Regions from separate parts of the Mus musculus genome. Here all the other regions are linked to region 1. Evidence: chromatin contacts called from public Hi-C and promoter capture Hi-C data. All regions are on one chromosome and are shown on one strand. Each heading gives the region's core, a stretch centred on a gene start, on an enhancer-like site or on the middle of the called end of the contact. The rest is flanking DNA. Distances are from core to core; before and after follow the strand shown. Region 1 overlaps Mbnl1 (muscleblind like splicing factor 1). Region 2 holds the start of Sucnr1 (succinate receptor 1). Region 3 has its middle 22 kb from the start of Aadac. Region 4 holds the start of Aadac (arylacetamide deacetylase).

What was found. Promoter capture Hi-C pulls out the DNA fragments that hold promoters and counts their contacts. Hi-C and Micro-C count contacts between places; a contact is called where the count stands out from the background.
Region 2: a contact with region 1 is called in a promoter capture Hi-C map of liver, with 4 times the contacts expected there. The contact joins the promoter of Sucnr1 here to the enhancer-like site in region 1. A contact is called at or near these places in 12 of 39 promoter capture datasets (the 3T3-L1 cell line, 3T3-L1-derived adipocytes, the C10 cell line and 6 more), 1 of 15 datasets of contacts at CTCF or cohesin (the NIH/3T3 cell line), 1 of 484 Hi-C or Micro-C datasets (liver), 4 of 115 datasets of contacts at active chromatin or transcription factors (epiblast stem cells, hepatocytes, kidney and 1 more) and 2 of 9 other capture datasets (adipose tissue and embryonic stem cells).
Region 3: a contact with region 1 is called in a Hi-C map of liver, with 2.3 times the contacts expected there. The contact joins two enhancer-like sites. A contact is called at or near these places in 1 of 15 datasets of contacts at CTCF or cohesin (pro-B cells), 9 of 484 Hi-C or Micro-C datasets (the AML12 cell line, the HL-1 cell line, cerebellum and 6 more) and 1 of 9 other capture datasets (embryonic stem cells).
Region 4: a contact with region 1 is called in a promoter capture Hi-C map of liver, with 2.9 times the contacts expected there. The contact joins the promoter of Aadac here to the enhancer-like site in region 1. A contact is called at or near these places in 5 of 39 promoter capture datasets (hippocampal neurons, liver, pre-B cells and 1 more), 1 of 484 Hi-C or Micro-C datasets (nephron progenitors), 1 of 115 datasets of contacts at active chromatin or transcription factors (epiblast stem cells) and 1 of 9 other capture datasets (adipose tissue).

Annotation. Positions count from the first base shown.
Region 1 is chr3:60,602,840-60,605,588 of GRCm38.p6, forward strand. Mbnl1 (muscleblind like splicing factor 1) reads left to right here. Exons shown (of 10, transcript NM_020007.4): 4 at 855-1,055. Among named protein-coding and RNA genes, the nearest start is that of Mbnl1, 100 kb to the left of the region's middle. Within about 2 kb of position 1,487, at least 82 of the 459 cell types and tissues checked have an H3K27ac peak or open chromatin away from gene starts, as enhancers often do. A contact at or near this core is called in the NIH/3T3 cell line, adipose tissue, hematopoietic stem and progenitor cells and 2 more, where this site is marked.
Region 2 is chr3:60,080,465-60,083,517 of GRCm38.p6, forward strand. It overlaps Sucnr1 (succinate receptor 1), which reads left to right and starts at 1,405. Exons shown (of 2, transcript NM_032400.2): 1 at 1,405-1,464. The coding sequence starts at 1,462.
Region 3 is chr3:60,052,494-60,055,364 of GRCm38.p6, forward strand. No RefSeq gene overlaps it. Among named protein-coding and RNA genes, the nearest start is that of Aadac, 22 kb to the left of the region's middle. Within about 2 kb of position 1,603, at least 16 of the 459 cell types and tissues checked have an H3K27ac peak or open chromatin away from gene starts, as enhancers often do. A contact at or near this core is called in liver, where this site is marked.
Region 4 is chr3:60,030,321-60,033,208 of GRCm38.p6, forward strand. It overlaps Aadac (arylacetamide deacetylase), which reads left to right and starts at 1,468. Exons shown (of 5, transcript NM_023383.1): 1 at 1,468-1,621. The coding sequence starts at 1,487.

The DNA.
Region 1 (2,749 bases), core at 237-2,736:
ACCATGGTATAGTCCTTTGGGACCTTATGCTCTCATATTAAAGAATGCCATTTACACATAGTAGATCCCTGGCTTCTCTCCATTGAATGCAGTAGCATCACCCCAGTGTGTCCTGCCCGCTGACAGCCCATCCCATGTTTTTTAATAATTCTGTGGCATTTCCTGGGAAATGTTCTGTCAGGCTTCACATTCCAGACATTTTCTGGAGAAGGTTAATTTCCATTGCTGAGTGCCCCACAAGTATGGGATGGGCTTGTAGAACACTGAACCTTTCTTCTGAGAAACCGACATCAAGTGACCAGGCCAAATGCTATCTCTTCTGTGCTCAAAAGACAGTGTAATCATCACCTCTCACAGCCCACAGATTTGGTCAATGTGCTGGCTGTGGGGCTCTGTGATCCCCTGGGACATCTGTGTCTGCTCAGATGATAGGCACTTATATCCTGTTAACACTTGAGAACAGACCTTTCCACTATATCTGACAGCAGTTACACAGTGTGTTTCTCAGACACATTTCTAGGATTGAGTCACAAAGGTGGAGACTGGGTGAGCACAAACAAGTGTCTGTACTAAGATATTTAAGACGTTAAACCACAAGTATTCTAGATGCCAATCTTCGAACCCCCTCTGGAGATATGAATGCATATTCTGCCTGCTAGATTTGGAGAAAAACAATGACTTAGCAAATATCAGTATACTGAAATCTTCTTAGACTAAATTAAAGACAGAATTAAATAGAAGTTAAGGAAGAAAGAATGAATGATAGATGAAGAATAAATGATAACTCTGTAAGTAGAGTATCAATTTGGAATGGAGACTTGCCATTAAGTTTTGCTTTTTGTTTCAATTTGCAGCCAATGTTTTCAGTTGCACCAAGCTTAGCCACCAGTGCATCAGCAGCCTTTAACCCTTACCTGGGGCCTGTTTCCCCAAGCCTGGTTCCAGCAGAGATCTTGCCGACTGCACCAATGTTGGTCACGGGGAATCCTGGAGTTCCAGTGCCAGCAGCTGCCGCAGCTGCTGCACAGAAGTTAATGCGGACAGACAGACTGGAGGTAGGATAAAGAGTTGAACCTTCATAGTTTCCATTACAGTTCTTCAAGTGTTTGTAGCCAGAGTGACTTTAAACTGAATGAACATGTCTTGGTTCAGTGTTTGTGCAAGTTTGCTAGAATATGGTTATGCTGTTTTGGTTAATGCAACAATTACAAAATCAGTCAGCATCTATGTCTAGGTTCCTCAGGGAGGGCTTGGAACTGGGATCAGCGTGTCTGTTTCTCCACTTTGTCTTAGTATCCTTAAAATCTTGCACATGATGCTAATGCTCAAACCTCAAAGAGTTAGAAAAAATGTTTGGCCCAGAACAGTTGCTTCTTGAATGTTTCTTGTAGTCATCAACACAATATAATGATTATTGGAGTGAACAAATAAATGACTGAAGTCCAGAGGATCTCATAAACAGGAACACATTGGCTGCTGTGCACGAACTATTACAAAACTCTCTGCAGATGTTGTCATAACCTCTGAAGTACTTCCATTGAGGCAGGCGGGTGGTTTTATGAAACGCACCCTGATAAAAGCGTTTTTAGTAGGCTGTCACATGATTGTCATTGTCTTGGGGCGGAGGATAAGCAGACGCACACACTTTACTGTTGTGACTGAAAAGGAAATTAGAGATAAAGTTCTAGTATGACATTACTATTCAGAATTTTAGCATGGCATGAATTAACAGCCTTGATAAACAGTTTCTGTAGAAAAATGGCCTAGTAAGTAAAAACTGAGTTGCCTCTCCTGTCTGTCTGCTTAGGACGGACTTGGGGCTGAGATGGCCTGGGTGTACTAATTACAGGGAAAGTAAAGTAGGGTGCACTTGGAGGGCCTTGACTCTAATAACTTTCCAGTCTGTTAGAAATATAATAAAATGCCTTATTTATTCATTATACTCTATTGAACGTATTAGAAAGGATATCATATTGTAGCATTTTGTGAGGATGTGCCAGATACAGCCATCACATAGCCTACCTTTAGAACAACCTGATGGGAAAGATGCTGTCACTACCGTTGTGTTGCAGAGGAGTCAGAGCAGAGCAAGAGATGGGAGGTAGCCTATCCTTGCTGTAGAGATACACTCTGCCATTTGGCTTCTCATTTCCCAAGTATAGTAATTCTCTAACAAATGCTGTCCGCAAATGAAATAGGGCAGCATCTGAAACAGTTTTCTTCCCCAATCTTCCTAAAGAAAACACAGGATTCTTAATGCATGACTGTTAGTTGATTAATGGGACTCAAATAGTCTGAGAAGAAGAATGCCAACATAGTAATTATTAATAGGTAACAATATTCAAAGCATTAAGAGGATATGCTTCAAGCTGAGCTACTTGCTCAAAACTGCTCATTCCCTTGAAAGTTTGCGTAGTTTTTTTATACTTGTATTTTGTCATTTTGTTTTTCTTTCCATGAAGAGCTGCTTGTGAGTTTTGTCATTTGCCTTTGCTACTTCCTAGGACAATCTCTCCTGTGTTATGTGCATTCCTGATAGAAGTGAGCATGCCCTTGGTTCTGTTCCCAAGATCTAAGTCATTGTCACAGTCATAGTTGGGGCCTGAAATAGGAAACATGCATGTGCCTCTTTCTGCTCTGCAGTGTGATTCCAGAACTTAAACACACGCACGCACGCACGCACGCACGCACGCACGCACGCACACACACACACACATGCACGCACACATAAGCACACACACTCACACAT
Region 2 (3,053 bases), core at 155-2,654, 520 kb before region 1:
AGGGAAATGTTTGGTCCCTTGTTATAAAGTTAATACAAATTTAGAACAGGAATGTGACCATACAGTGTTCCATCAAGAATGCAGAGCTTATATTTGGGCCTGTGAGGGGGCCTGGAAGTGTGACAGTGACACTCGTCCTGCTGGACAGATTCTCCGTACCTCTGCTCTGTAACCCTGAATAAGGTGTCACGGTATGAAAGGAACAGCAGTCTATTTACTGTATCTGCCCTGGTACCAGTGGAGGGGTCCTGGGGAAGTGTGGCTCTTGGCAGGAAGCCCAAACTATCAGCTTGCAGTCCTGTGGGGGGGAAAAAGAGAAGTACCGACCACATTTTTGGCCATCAGGAAGTAGAGACAAGAAAGAGGAAACTCTGGGGAACTCCAGGTACCCACAAAGAGGGAATCACCATCTCCAGCCCCTCCTGCCATGGTGGTGGTCAGAACTTTCCTTTTTACATTGTAGAGGTCTATGAACTACAACTGGCCACTCTATACCTTGGAGAGGTCCATGAACCACAACTGGCTACTCTCCTCTCTTTCTGAAGACTGTACCCCAAAGTACTCTCTAGCCTCTTTTCCTCTACAAGTAGAAAATGCCTGTGATTGTATCTTAGTCGCTACCATGTACATACATCCTCAGTGTTATCCCCACCCTTCAGGTCAACCAATCCAGATTTTTGCTTGAATAAAAAACTGATGTAGCCTTGAGAAAAGGCCAGGTTTGTTTCTTATCTGGAATAATCAGTCTTCTGGATGCTGTTCAGAGCACTGACTGGGGAAAGTCTACTACTATCTCTTGAGCTTGTCATCTAAGATAATGCCTCTCTCCTTAATCCCTAGCCATCTGATGTACTTCTTTATGTTTCCTGAATTTAATCACAGAAAATAAAACGGATACTATCTAAAGTTCTAACAGCCTTTCAGCAGCACACTGACAAGGCTCAAATTCAGACTGCCGTCCAAGTACTCATGTCATAGTTCCCTCAGGATTTCTATGAAGCAGTTTAATTATTGTATGCTTAGTATAGAAGTCACCAAAGAAATGTGTAAAACAATGAAAAATGAGTTCAACTATATATATTAACCATAAAATGTTTGCTGTTCTCATTACCTAAATGTGCGTACACAGTTCCATGCACATACACATGGGAAGATAGAATGCTTCTATGTTGTTTTGGGAGTGTATCAACTAAATTTAAATTAGCTTGTCCTCAAATGTCTTTGTTAAAACTACTCTCTACAAAATGACTCATCTGTTGTGTGCCTTCGGCTTTTCAGGAGTTCCTCTGAATGACTTGGAGGTTTTTCTGAATAAATTATCCCTGCCTTTTGAATTATTAATCTTGGCTGCATAATATGCAAATCAGACTGCACTGGTCATGTCCAGCAACACAGCACTGGGTCAGAAGCTGTCTCCAGCTCCTGGCAGAGTTTTCTGTCGAGACAGAAGCCGACAGCAGAATGGTAAGGGACACTGCAGCTCATGTCTCTCGGTCACACCAAAGAAGACCAAGCTTTCTGCTTAGGGCTTCCTTTGGAAGGGTTCTGTGAGCTAAATGCTGCCTAGGGAACTGTTCTTCAGTAGATGTGAAGCAGCCAAAGGCAAACATATCTGACTTTCACATCTATTTCATGTGGCTCTAAATGCATTGATTTAATAGACAAAAATGTAGTGTGTTTTGCTTTAAAGGGCTCATTGTATTTGATAATGTCGCAACAAAGATAATTACAATTATTTGAAAAAGTGAAATTATTTAGAGAAAGGGAAAATAACTTGCGTCATGAAAAATTTAACCATGTAAATTAAAGAACTTATAGTAGAGTAAATTTTAAATCATTCCAAAATTTAAAATTTGCATCTATATTTGGCAAAATGTGATGATTTAAGAATAAGATTTACTAAAGGAACTGGTAAACTGCAGAGTGATTGTTATTCTACTCCCCAAACTATATAATCTATTCTCTAACTTATTAATGAAAAATGCAACTTGATACATACTGTAATGTTTGATGTTTGGGTGTAACTTGTGGAATACATAAAAGTGACGTAATTAACCAGAACCAAATACTTATATTTATATACACTCAAACACAGTTTATTTAAATTGTTTACTAATGAGAGAAACTTGTTGGAATATCTTCATACTTTACTTTCCAGTGACAGTTAAAATTTTTATTTTTTGTTAGGCTCTGTGCAATGGTCCAGGATATAGGAACAGAGTTTGTATTGGATTACCAGGTTTTTCATTAATGTATTTTTTCTTAATTTCTGGTAAAAACATGCATTATTTTTATGTTTAGAGAACTAATTTTATAAGGAATTTTCATCATTCCAAATTAAGAATGAGTAGTAGCAATTTTCTCATGTGGGTGTATTCAGTTTATATGTAGCTTATTAATTCTAACAGACTCTGTGACTGTGGGCTAGAAGCTAATAATGATTTCCTTTTAGTTACTAATGTGTTTTTTAAAGAAAGTTCTCGGTTAATGGTTCACCTCAGTAAGCCACTACATGTTGTCGCCATGTCTGTTGCCTATGAAGAGGACAGCTCCTGAAAAGTATAGGCTAGTGATGGTTCAGAGGACATGCCCCCCTTGAATTCAGAGTTTTGCCTAAAGGAGCACACCTTACTTCCCTAATTTGCATAATTATACCATAACAAAAGACACCCGGAGGTATGTATGTATGTGTGTATATATATATATATATATATATATATATATATATATATATATGTATATATACCTGAATATATATATATATGTATATATATACCTGAATTTGGAATACAATATTCTCAAAGTGTGTCCTTATGAAGTTGAATCAGCCTATAAGCCTATAAGTATTGGAGAGCCTAACACTATAAAACCATAATCTGATAATGTTTGGATATGAAAAGGGATTTAAAAATAAACCAAGTTGAAAACATATTAAATGAATAGATTATAAGACGTCATGAAAAGCAAAATCTCATTTTAACAAACAAATTTCAGCAATATTAAAGCATAAAAATAATAGGATTAATTGATTTAAACATTTTTCCCTGATTTTT
Region 3 (2,871 bases), core at 353-2,852, 550 kb before region 1:
TAATATCTACTTATTAGTGAGAATATACCATGCATGTCCTTTCAAGTCTGAGTTACTTTACTCAGGATGATATTTTCTAGTTACATCCCTCTGCCTGTAAAACTTGCCTTGGAATGTTGAAGTTTATTTGCGTTCTCTCTCTCTCTCTCTCTCTCTCTCTCTCTCTCTCTCTCTCTCTCTCTCTCTGTGTGTGTGTGTGTGTGTGTGTGTGTGTGTGTGTACTAGAGATTGAACTCAAGAACTTGCAAGTACTAAACAAGTGGTTTATACTGAACAATTTTCCGCCCAATTTTAACTATTCCTTAATTACAAAAGTTTAAGGGGAAAGATAGGAAGAAATTCTAGTCAAATCAATTCTTTAAACATGTATATTAGTAAACAACATATTAACTAAAATAAATAAACAACAACAAAACCCTTTATGTTATGTTCCATACAAAATAAGTACTAGAATAAAATCTTGAAAAATGAATTGCAAGAAAGGTAGAGCTAACACACATTATGTTTTTCTAAAACAGAGCTTGTTGTAATAAACTGTAAAAATGTACTAATTGAAATATTTTATATCACAGTTAATTTGAGAAAGACCACAAGAACTAGACAAATATAGGTGAGCTATGATGTGCTCTGGTTATCTACCCACTACTCTCAGATGATCTTGTCATTCTTTCTACTAAGAAAATTACTTCATTTATTGAATGTATACATAGTCCCAGGCTTAGCTCAGGGTATGCTAACCACCCCAGCCTGGTTAATTAGTGACCTGGACACTCATCTTCTTTTAAAGTTTTCATACTCCCAGAAAACCTAACGTAGTCCATGCAGATTGTAGTCCAGAGAAGTGACTGCCTGTGGTCCCTGATGAACACTTCTTTACCCTTCTAGTTCTGACCAGATGTGACACTATTCCTAGGGAGATGTAAACAAATGTCTACTCACTCCAGATAGGGAACCAAAGGTAAGGCAGTGTACACACATGATAAAATTCAACTTCCTTTGTGAACCAACGAATATTTTTAAGAGCTGCTTACAGGAACATAGGTGAGAGGTTCCTTGCAAAAGTAGAAATGCCACAAGGGCAGTTACATCACTGGAGCCTACCCCAGTGTGGTTGACAGTGAGTGGACTAAGGTTGGGAACCTAAAGCTTTCTGAAACCTACAGGCACCCCAGCATGCAAAGCATTCTTTCCAAGTAACTCAGCTGACCTGGGGTTTCAGGAAAAGTAGCTAATCTTGCCTCTTCCAACCTGTTCTACTGCTCTCAACTGCTCTCAGTCAACTCAGACTTCTCTCACAGTGACTCCTTATTGCTTACTCATGGGTGGGAGGGAGAGATCCTAAGCTTAGGGAGTTTCTCTTTAGGATGGGATGTTTTATTTAACCTCAGGAATTCTGTTGTTTTACCTCCCCGAAAACAGCCTGTCTTAAAATACAATGTTGATCTCCCCTTTAACATTTTGTGTTTTATGAGCTTTCCTATGAGATGGAAAGTTTTCATTAAAGAAACTGTGACACAATACCCAGGTATTGTGTACTTGCCCAGGCAGACCCAGGGAGGAGTCTCACATTCACGCCCTTTCTTGGTTGCCACTGAGCTAGAATCACATCCAACACTCCAATCAAAAACTCAATTTGGAAACTCTGGAGGACTGACATACAAGCTCTTCATACTTTATCTAAAATCAACCATGCTTGAGCAATAGCAAAAACAGAGCCAAACTTTCACTCAACAAAGCGGCATAATATCTTGTATCAGACACACAATGAAAAAGTCTACAAGACCAGAGCACTCAACAAAACCAAAATCAAAGTGAATGGCTAAAACAATATGATGCCCCTCAATTGAGTCCTGTAGACATGTTCTCCAGGAATAACTACCCAGACAAACCTCAGGATATGAGTTTAAAAGTACAATCATAAACATAATCAACAGTTTAAAAAGAACATGAAAAAGAATGTCAGCAATGTAAAGAGTGTGGTAATTAAATCCCAAGTGAAATGTAAACAAATAAAAATAGAAGTCTGCCTGAGCCTAGACTATTTGTGCCATATGTGTCATCCAGAGCCAGCCAACACTGCACATCCTACACATCAGCCAAGATTGTTAAACTCTTTATGTACTATTCCCAATATACAGGATTGGCACTGACTGTACATCTTTCATATCAGTCTGAAATACAAACTCTGCTTGGCCCTAGTCACCTATCTTATGCACCAGCTCAACCTACTGAGATTACTTGTATCTAGCTCACTCATGGCATATCTAAATTCCAGGATTAGCCTAATTGCACATCCTGTGTGCTTGTTCAGTCTTGTGAATTTCCATAGGTCTAGCCCACCTGAACCATAGCCAACTGCCAAGCCTAACCTAAAATGTACATTTGTGTGGGGCCCTCAGTTGCCTCTCTGGCCTTTGCTCTGTGTAATGGTAACCAGATTTGGATACAGAGGTATCTTTTAGATCTCACAGAAATTTTAGTGCTGTAATTTTCAGTTTTAGGTCTTACATACTAGAAAAGTCAGAAATACATAGTAAGTGTATTGTGGCATAGGAGGAGGGATATCCTCATGGGCATACAACTCTAAGTCTTGCTCCAGCACTAAGAAATCAGCCACCAACAAGCTTGAGTATTAGGCGCTTGTGCCTCTGCCTGCCACCATTTAGGAACATAACACAGGTTCATGTACAAGAATCTGAAAAGCAATTATTATTTTTTTATGTTTGAAAAAATGTATTAAAACTTTATTATACACACTGGTTCTGGTTAGTTTTAATGTCATTATTTACTTGCAAGATCTTTATAATAAAGGTTATAAGGCTTTTATATAAAGAACTTGAAAATGAAAATCCAAGAAAAAAAGCTACAGCA
Region 4 (2,888 bases), core at 218-2,717, 570 kb before region 1:
TCCTGAACATTGCCAAGATTTTAACTGAAAGAACAAAGTCAAGTTGAATTAAAAGAATAAAAGAAAAAATAAAGTCTGAGTCAATGATCAAAACCCAAATGGTCAGATATCCATGAAAACAAACAAAGAAACAAAGTGGCTTGAAAAAATAAAGATAACTAGTTTCCCCAAATCACCAAATCAATTCTAACAACCCACTCATACAAACAATTGGATGAAGTTCCTGATGCAGAATTCTTTTTAATTGGGAGGGGGGTGTTATAATATAGCTACAAGATTTCTCACTTTTTTTTTCCTCCAGACCCTTCTCGGTTCTTTCAATTTCATGGCTTCCTTTTTCTTCACTTTGCCTTCATTGATCTCTGCCACCAGACCATCTGTCCACCTAACACAATCTCATAACATGTGAATAAAACTACTCCCTCCATGCATAACACAGATAGTCATGTGTAACAATTAGACAAAAGTAGACCAAGGTTTTGACTCTCATTTTCTTTCATAGTGCTATAGAATATAGCCTTTGTGAAACAGGGGATCCAATATAAAATATTAGCTTTAGAAATATGTAGTTTACTCTTTAAAAAGTAGTCTGGTAATAGTCACCCTTCCACTCCCATATTGATATGAAGATTATTTGATGCAATCTACTTATTGTGAAAGTTAGGTTGAACTTGGCATGGAATATGCTTGAAGCTCATTGAAACAGAATTGAATACTTGAGTCATTCAACCCTTGACTCATTCATTATCTAATTAGGTGGGGATTTGGACAGATAAGTGACTTTTGTGCAGATTTTCTGGTGGCAATTATAAACTTAACAGCCAAAGAAATGTTTTAAGTTAGAATATTGGACTAAAAGGTGAGAATTGTCTAATTATCAATGTAGCCAAAAATAAAATGAAGAGGAATGGGTTTTTCAAGTTGAGAATGTACAGAATGGATTCAGCTGAGCTGTGAACAGAAAGGAACATGATATAATTATTCTGTGTTCTCAAAAGAAATCATATAAACAGAACAAAGCTACTTCATAAGCCGAGCCATTGAACAGTCATTAAAAACGCCTGGAGTTTCCCAACGGGAAGGAAAGTAGGGCCCAGAGGCAATTAAGGAAAATTGAATTTTTTTAAAAATTTCACATAGCTTTAAAGGTGTTGTTGATCTTCTTTTAGTTTCTACTTTACATATGTCTTTCTCATATGTTGCAATACCTATTACTTACAGGTAAGAGAGTCTGAATAATAACACCTTTGTTGTGATATGTTTTTCTTGAAAACTGTTCAGAAACAGATGGGAAGTACCTTCGAGATTAAAGCTCTGCTTTGAAATTCTTTGTAGATTTGGAGTGCCTGTGCTTTAAGAGATTGCGTCGTGGAATTTGGACTGAATAAGTTAGGTAACACTTGGTGACTGGTTAAAATTCAACATCCAATGATTTGAAATGAGTTGTATTTCCTAACTGCCAAAAGCAGAAAGAGCAGAAGGAAACATGGGGAAAACCATTTCTCTTCTCATCTCTGTGGTGCTTGTAGCTTATTATCTTTATATACCGCTTCCAGATGCTATTGAAGAGCCTTGGAAGGTAGTATGGGAAACTGCCTTTGTAAAGATAGGAACAGATTTGGTAAGTTCTGAATTTTACCAACCTTATGAATGCTGAATAACTTAAAAAGGACAAAGTAGGATCTATGAAAGATGTTTCTTAGCATGATCCTTCTCTAGATCTGATTCCAGTTACAGTCAGCAACCAGACAGAGGGAAAGGAGAAGAAAGAAGAATAGAGGATAGAAAGAGAGTGTGTGTTTTGCAGTACTGCCAAGTGAAGGTTTTTAGAAGAATCAACTTCAGTAAAAAAAGAATGGAATAGTAGTATTGTTTAATTATAAAAGTCTATGCAGTAGATTTAGATTCATGCATGGAAATCCATGTGGGACAATTAGTAAGGCTGATTGGTTAAAAACAAAACAAAACAAACAATCCAGAAACACAGGAAACAAGACCATTTAATTTCTAATTGGAGCCACTATTGTAACTCTGGGCATTTTGTGTAGGTTCTACTTCATTCTATGTTTCCATTGCTGTATAGAAACTTCAGTTCTGGAATGTGCCATTTGTCTGTTGTTGCTCTTAACTTGTGAAAAACATGAAGTTATATTTATAGAGTCCTTTCCTGTGCCTATAAATTTAAAGTGCAATCTAAAATATTTTCTAGAAGCTTCAGAGTTTGGGGTTTACTATTGAAGTTTTTCATCAATTTACGTCTTATTTTGTGCAAAGTAAGAGGTAACTGTGTACTTTCGTTATTCTACAAGTGGACATCCCACTGTGGCAGCACAATTCGCTAGTTTCTTCTAGTACATGGCTTTGGCATCTTTGTGGGATATTCAGTCAGCTATGAATATGTTTCATTATACCATAAATAAAATTTTAAATTTCCACATACATATCAGAGACCATTATAAACATGTTTAGATTGCACCATGTAGGGGACAATTTAATATTGCCTTATTTGTGTGCCTTTGCTAAAAATATGATTGTTTTGTTTTGTTCTTTTTCTATTATGATAGGTGTTTTGCTTATTTGCTTTAGTTTTCATTTTAGTGGGTTTTTGAGAGACAGAGAAAAAGTGAAAAACAGTTGGGTATGCAGGGAGGTAGGGAAACATAACTAAAATATATTGTATGAAAATTTTTAAATAAAAAATGCAATATGATTACTAAAAGTAAAACATTCTACCTAACATAAAATTCTATAGGTGAAAAACATAAAAGAATTAATGACATGTTTTGATGACAAAATTATAAAAGAACATGAAATGTATTACATGATAATGACATCAATAGAAATAAAGATTTGTAGATTAGTAAAAGAGAAGACCCAAATATATATTC